Regions from separate parts of the Sus scrofa genome. Here region 1 is linked to region 2. The links are chromatin contacts, called in public Hi-C maps. All regions are on one chromosome and are shown on one strand. The core of a region is the stretch at or near the end of the contact, and the rest is flanking DNA. Distances in the headings are between cores, read along the strand shown.

Evidence for each region. A called contact is a pair of places that touch in the nucleus more often than the background predicts.
Region 1: a contact with region 2 is called in a Hi-C map of skeletal muscle, with 3 times the contacts expected there. The contact joins two enhancer-like sites. A contact is called at or near these places in 4 of 47 Hi-C or Micro-C datasets (embryonic fibroblasts, heart right ventricle, retroperitoneal adipose tissue and 1 more).

The regions. Positions count from the first base shown.
Region 1 is chr3:59,339,363-59,342,062 of Sscrofa11.1, reverse strand. CAPG (macrophage-capping protein) reads right to left here. Exons shown (of 12, transcript XM_021087297.1): 2 at 1,935-2,097. Among named protein-coding and RNA genes, the nearest start is that of CAPG, 5.2 kb to the right of the region's middle. Within about 2 kb of position 1,317, at least 76 of the 83 cell types and tissues checked have an H3K27ac peak or open chromatin away from gene starts, as enhancers often do. A contact at or near this core is called in retroperitoneal adipose tissue and skeletal muscle, where this site is marked.
Region 2 is chr3:59,044,621-59,047,320 of Sscrofa11.1, reverse strand. No RefSeq gene overlaps it. Among named protein-coding and RNA genes, the nearest start is that of GNLY, 26 kb to the left of the region's middle. Within about 2 kb of position 1,375, at least 16 of the 83 cell types and tissues checked have an H3K27ac peak or open chromatin away from gene starts, as enhancers often do. A contact at or near this core is called in retroperitoneal adipose tissue and skeletal muscle, where this site is marked.

The DNA of each region.
Region 1 (2,700 bases), core at 68-2,567, 290 kb before region 2:
GGCTCAGTGGTTAATGAACCCGACTAGTATCCATGAGGATACAAGTTCCATTCCTGGCCTATCTCAGTGGGTTGGGGATCTGGCACTGCCGTGAGCTATGGTGTAGGTCACAGACATGGCTTGGATCCCGTGTTGCTGTGGCTGTGGCATAGGCCAGCAGCTACAGTTCAGATTGGATCCCTAGGCTGGGAACCTCCATATGCTGGGGCTGCAGCCCTGAAAAGATAATAGACAAAAAAAAAAAAAAAAAAAATTGTATAGAGAAGTTCCATGTACCTATTACCCAACTTCTCCTTGTGGGGACATCTTACCTAACTACAGAAAGTGCATCTTCCCCTTTAAAGCAGAGCTCCCGAAGGCCCAGTGCCCTTTCCCCAGTGCCCCAGAGTTCATATCCCGTGGATGATAACACCTCACCCATGCCCTGGGCTTTATAGTTTACACTTCCCTCCCCTGCAAAAAAGCACCCTGTACTTGATCCTCAAAGCAAACCTATGGAGATGCCCCCATTTCTTGGTTTTCTTGGTTACAAGAGCCTTCCTCTCTCTCTGTAAGGGCTCCTTCTGTAAGTTTGCTAAATCTGGCAAATAAAAATTTTATCTGTCAATCCCGTAGGGTCATTAATTAGCTCTAAGATGTCTAGCCAGTCCTGAAGGGGTGTGGTTATCCCTTTGAGACAACTATGATCACAAACTCAAGAACTGAAAGAGCTCTGGGCAGTCACCTAACCCAGCCTCACCCACCAAGCCTGGGCTGCGCCTCCCAGGCCAACTCCTCTCTCTGGCTTTCTCTCCCTCCCTTCCACCCCTGTCAGAGTGCGTCCTTGTTCGAGCCTCTCAGTTTGAGCATCTAGCCTCTGGTCCTGCAGGAGCCGGCAGACACGTCCTGGGGGGCGTCCGGCCTGCGAGAAGGGCCAGCGGGAGCTAGGCCGGAGATGCGACCCCGCGCCAGGCCCACTGTTCAGACAGATCCAGGGCTCGCAGGGAAAAGCAGGAATAAGGATGACACCCCAAGATCCCACCCAAGCCCCAACCCCATCTCGAACTACAAATCCCAGCAGGCGTGGATCGCGGGGCGGGGCCTCCAGAGCGGCAGCCTACAGGATCCCTGCGAGACACACACTGGCACTCTGCGATCCCTGCGAGAGACAGATAGACAGACAGACACGCACACGCGCACATACACACTCTGCGATCCAGAGACAGACACGCTGACCGTTTTAGTCCCGTCACCACGAACTACAAATCCCAGCAGGCAGCAGGCTGCGGGGCGGAGCCTCGGGGAGGGTGGAGCTCCTGACCGGAAGGGAACCTCTGGAGGGGTGGGATCCCCAGAACTGGGCGGGGTCTCACCTGCCCTGGGAAATTAGGGGCCTCTCTCCCCGTGATACAGCTCCCAGCCTCCTCACGCAGGGCTCAACCGTGGGGTCGCCAGCCCGCGCCCTACTCCGCGATCCTGAGCTCCGCCCCGCCCTCCCGACCCTGCTGGGGCTGCCAGGGAAGGGGGATGGCAAGTGGGGGCTCGGGCCAGACGCTTGGAGGGACGCAGAGGGTGCCTCCTTGACCCTTTTCCCCATCGTCTGCAAGGAACTCTCTTTTCCTAAAGGGAGGAGCAGCCCCCACCCTGAGGCAGGACTCAACTTGTTAGGTCTCTGTGCAGCCTGCAGGTCTCCTGAAGAAGCCCAGGGAAAGCCAGGGTCTTCCGGTGTAGGTCCGAATGTTCGGTCCACGGTGTCTGACCGCTCCTTGCGCCCAGGTATCATTGTATATGGCAGAGCCAGATAGGGCTGAGGAGCTGCCAGGAAGTAATAACGAGGGCACTCTCATTCAATTTGCTCTCTCTCAAAGTGCTCTGCTCACATGTCAGCGTCAAGCGTCAGAACTAACTTCCCAGGTTGCCTAAGGATCCACTGAGACACCGCAGAAAGGACTTACCCAAACCCCTCAGTGCTGGTCAGGAACTCAAGGGTCCAGCCTGCTTGGTGGGATAAGCGGTGCTGAGGCCCCACTTCATCCACCCTCCAGGGCCAGGGCAGGCTCTCTCCTGAGGCCTCTTCTCAGCTGATTTCTGGCTCCCAAGTGAGGATTCAGGTTACACCTGTATCAGGAGCAGTGACACCACATGGCCAGCTGCACATTGGACTTTCTGTCTCCAACCCCATTTTCATCTTTTACATGTTCTGCTCTGGCCGTATACTGTCATATCCCTAATCATCAAGGTGGGTAGAAAAAATACCTAGTTTATGAAGGTATAGCCATGACCCTGTAATTAATGTCAGCGAGATTTTATTCTGTGGTCAGGTAGAAACCAGCTGCTTTCAAGTAATAGTCCATTTCATCTTGGAACAATTAGAAAGAACTCCAGAAAGGATATTCAAAGTAGAACACCCAAATTCCCTTTGGGAACCAGAGTAGGGTTCATATTAACTGGTTACTGATGCCTGGGGAAGTTCTCAAAGGCTTGGTTTTCCGAGTGTTTCTATTAAGACAACCACATTTTGTTGAGTAGCCCCTCTGCCCCTAGAGCCAAGAGATAGGTGCCATAAAAAGTTGGAGACAGCACTTGACCCATCCCTGTTCTCTCTTGCATTCCACGACTTAGCACCAGACTCTTGAATCAGTAAGAGCCTGTGTGACTTGCTTGTGTTATGCCAAAGCCATTGAATGCTTACCCCTGCTTCCTGAAAATCCAGCCAGTAGG
Region 2 (2,700 bases), core at 126-2,625:
GCAGGAAGAGAAGGAGAAAGAAACCATGAGACTCAAGGGACTTTTCCACCCCTAAGGGCCCTGTTGAACAAGGATGGATCTGGGCAAGGCCAATAGGAGAAAACCACATCTTTCTGGACCCCATGTTGGTACCCCCCATCTTTAAGGGATAAAAACCCCTATAGGACAATAGAGAGGGGGACCCTTATTCGCCCTCCCAGCTGTCCCGGGAATCGTTTGCTTTCCTGTAATGAAGATTTTGCTTGCTTGCTGCCTGTGTGTTCTCGAAGTTCATTCTTTGGCTCCTTGAACAAGAACCCGGATTCCGGTGGCATCTTTCCATCATCCACAGGACTGCCATTTCCTGCTTTCACAATGCTGGCCCTTGGGTGACACACTTCAGGGCACTAAAGGAAGCAGATCATATCTGCTGAGGGCTTGAATGATAATCACGAGGAGAGTGACAGCTAAGAGATCACAGGCCAGGCCGTGATCCAAATGCTTTCATGCTTAAACCAACCCTGGAGAAATGGTCTGTTACTAAACACTTTACAGAGAGGGCGACTGACTTGACCAGGGTCTTTGTCTCTCGCGTGCTCAGCTAGTAACAGGTGGAGCCAGCATGTGAGCCCAGGCAGAGCACCTCCCAGCCCCCATGCTGGTGAGTCACAAGGTGTAGAGGTGCGGGGCTGAATGCAGGGTAGTTGGGGCTTAGCCCCCGCCCCCTTGGGTATGATAGAACACCTCACTGGGTCTCAGAACAGAATGGGATGGGTGATGATAAAACCCTGGCCAGGCTTCTGGGAGGTCGTCCTGGACGTCTTTCATTCAGGCCAATGGGTGTAGTTTTGGGGGGCAGGTGCATGGACTTGCCCAGAACTCTTATTATTATTAGTGGTTTTCCCCTGCTAAGCGCTACAAAGAGGACACTTGGAGGTTCTGATTCATGGGGGTTCCTGAAACTCTCTACTCTGTGCGAAGTCCCTCCTGATACTTGGGGGTGGGGGAGGCATGGCTGAGACCATTCCTGCTGCTGAGTGAAGCCCCATGCTGTTCCCTAAGCGCCCCTTCAGAGCACATGTAGGATGGACCCAAATAGGAACACATCTGAAGAGTCACAAACTCCCCCCGAGCTTTTGTCTCCCCTCCCCATGTCTTCTGAGACGTAACATACAACAGGAAGCAAGGGTCTGGACCTGGCTGTGTGACCTCGAGCAGCGCCCCACCCTCTCTGGGTTTTGGTGAGCTCAGCTAGGAACCAGGGGCTGGGATCTGGTGATTTCTAGGGTCTCTTCTGTCTTCTGAATTTTGTAGCACCGGGAGCTCATGACAGGGCAGGAGGATGCCAGGCCCGTTCCGGATGGACTTGAAGGTGTTTGCTCTGTGCTCTCGCGGAAGAGCTTGGTCGAGGTGTTAAGGGAGGGACTGTCACTGCTCTGGCCACACAATATTAGGGCTGAGGTGACTCAGAAGGGAAAACGCCATGTGTTAAAATAAGAGTTGGCGTTTCTAAGAAGGGAAGTGCAGGAGCCGGCCAGGATGGGATTAGCTGTTGATAAGGGCCGGGCATTGTTCTAACCCTCCCCTGAGGCCCACACCACATCCTAGAAGAGGAGAAGCCAGGTCCCTGGGCCCTAAGAGGGTTGGGACCAAGTCAAGACCTGGCTGAGGATGTGGCCCAGGAGGCCGCCTGGGGCTGTGGCCAGAAGGAGGCAGGGTGGGACGGGATGTGGTGAGGACTCCGCTGGTGTCAAGGTCACTGTGCCCTGAGGGCTGAGCGCCCTCCCTTTCACTGGTTCTCACTCCAAGACCCTCAGAGAAGAGTTTGAAAGGGGACAATGGACCCTGAAAGCCTAACAAGAGGCCACCTGAAGAGCTGTACAGGCCCAGCAACCCTGCGTGGCCCCACATCACCCCCAAGGCAGCATGTGGAGTGGGGGGGCTCTTCAGGTTAAGACTCTTAAGGCTTGAAAAAACAAAGGCTGACAGGAATGCGAGGAAACCACTGTGTACTCTTTTCAAGTGTTCCACAATGTTCAAAAATGTCTCTAGGAGGTGGATGAGGAAGTGGCGAGGCCTGGGCTATGGGAACGGGAGAGGCCCCTGAGCTTTGCAGAAGCCCCGGTGGGGAGGCCTGGGTCCGGGGGGAGCCCATCTTTCCTCTAACTCCTCAGGGCAGACCCACAGGGTGGGGGCGAGTGCTGACTCTCTTCAGAGCTGAAAGGGAGGCGGAAAAAAGGGCTCCTGGGATCTTGCTAGAGCAGGAAAGTCCCAGATTTAGGTTTCAAGAATGGGCCGGAGGGGTGGGGTTGGGTGGAGTGGACATTGGTGATTCTCCTAGGGGTTGGTGCGTGGCAAGTGACAGAAATCTGTGAAGCTGGCTTGGCTAAAGAGGGAATGAGAGCAGGGGTCCCGTGGGACTTGAGGGACCAGGAGGATGAGACTGGGCACCTGGAAAAACAAAGTGGAAAAACGTAGAACAAAGTAGGCTCGGGGCCACTGCCTCAGCCCCTGGCACCCGCGCTGCCCGGCCATCTGGCTTGGCTGTCCATCCGCAGACCTGGTCTCCCAGCTTGACCGCAGTTGTGTGTGGCCTCTGCTGCTCTTTCTGCACATGGCAATGTCAACTAAAAAAAATGCAACCTGACTGTGGCGAGTTAAGTTTTATTTGGGGTGAAATTAGGACTTACGCCCCAAAAATGCAACCTGAATGTTGAGAGT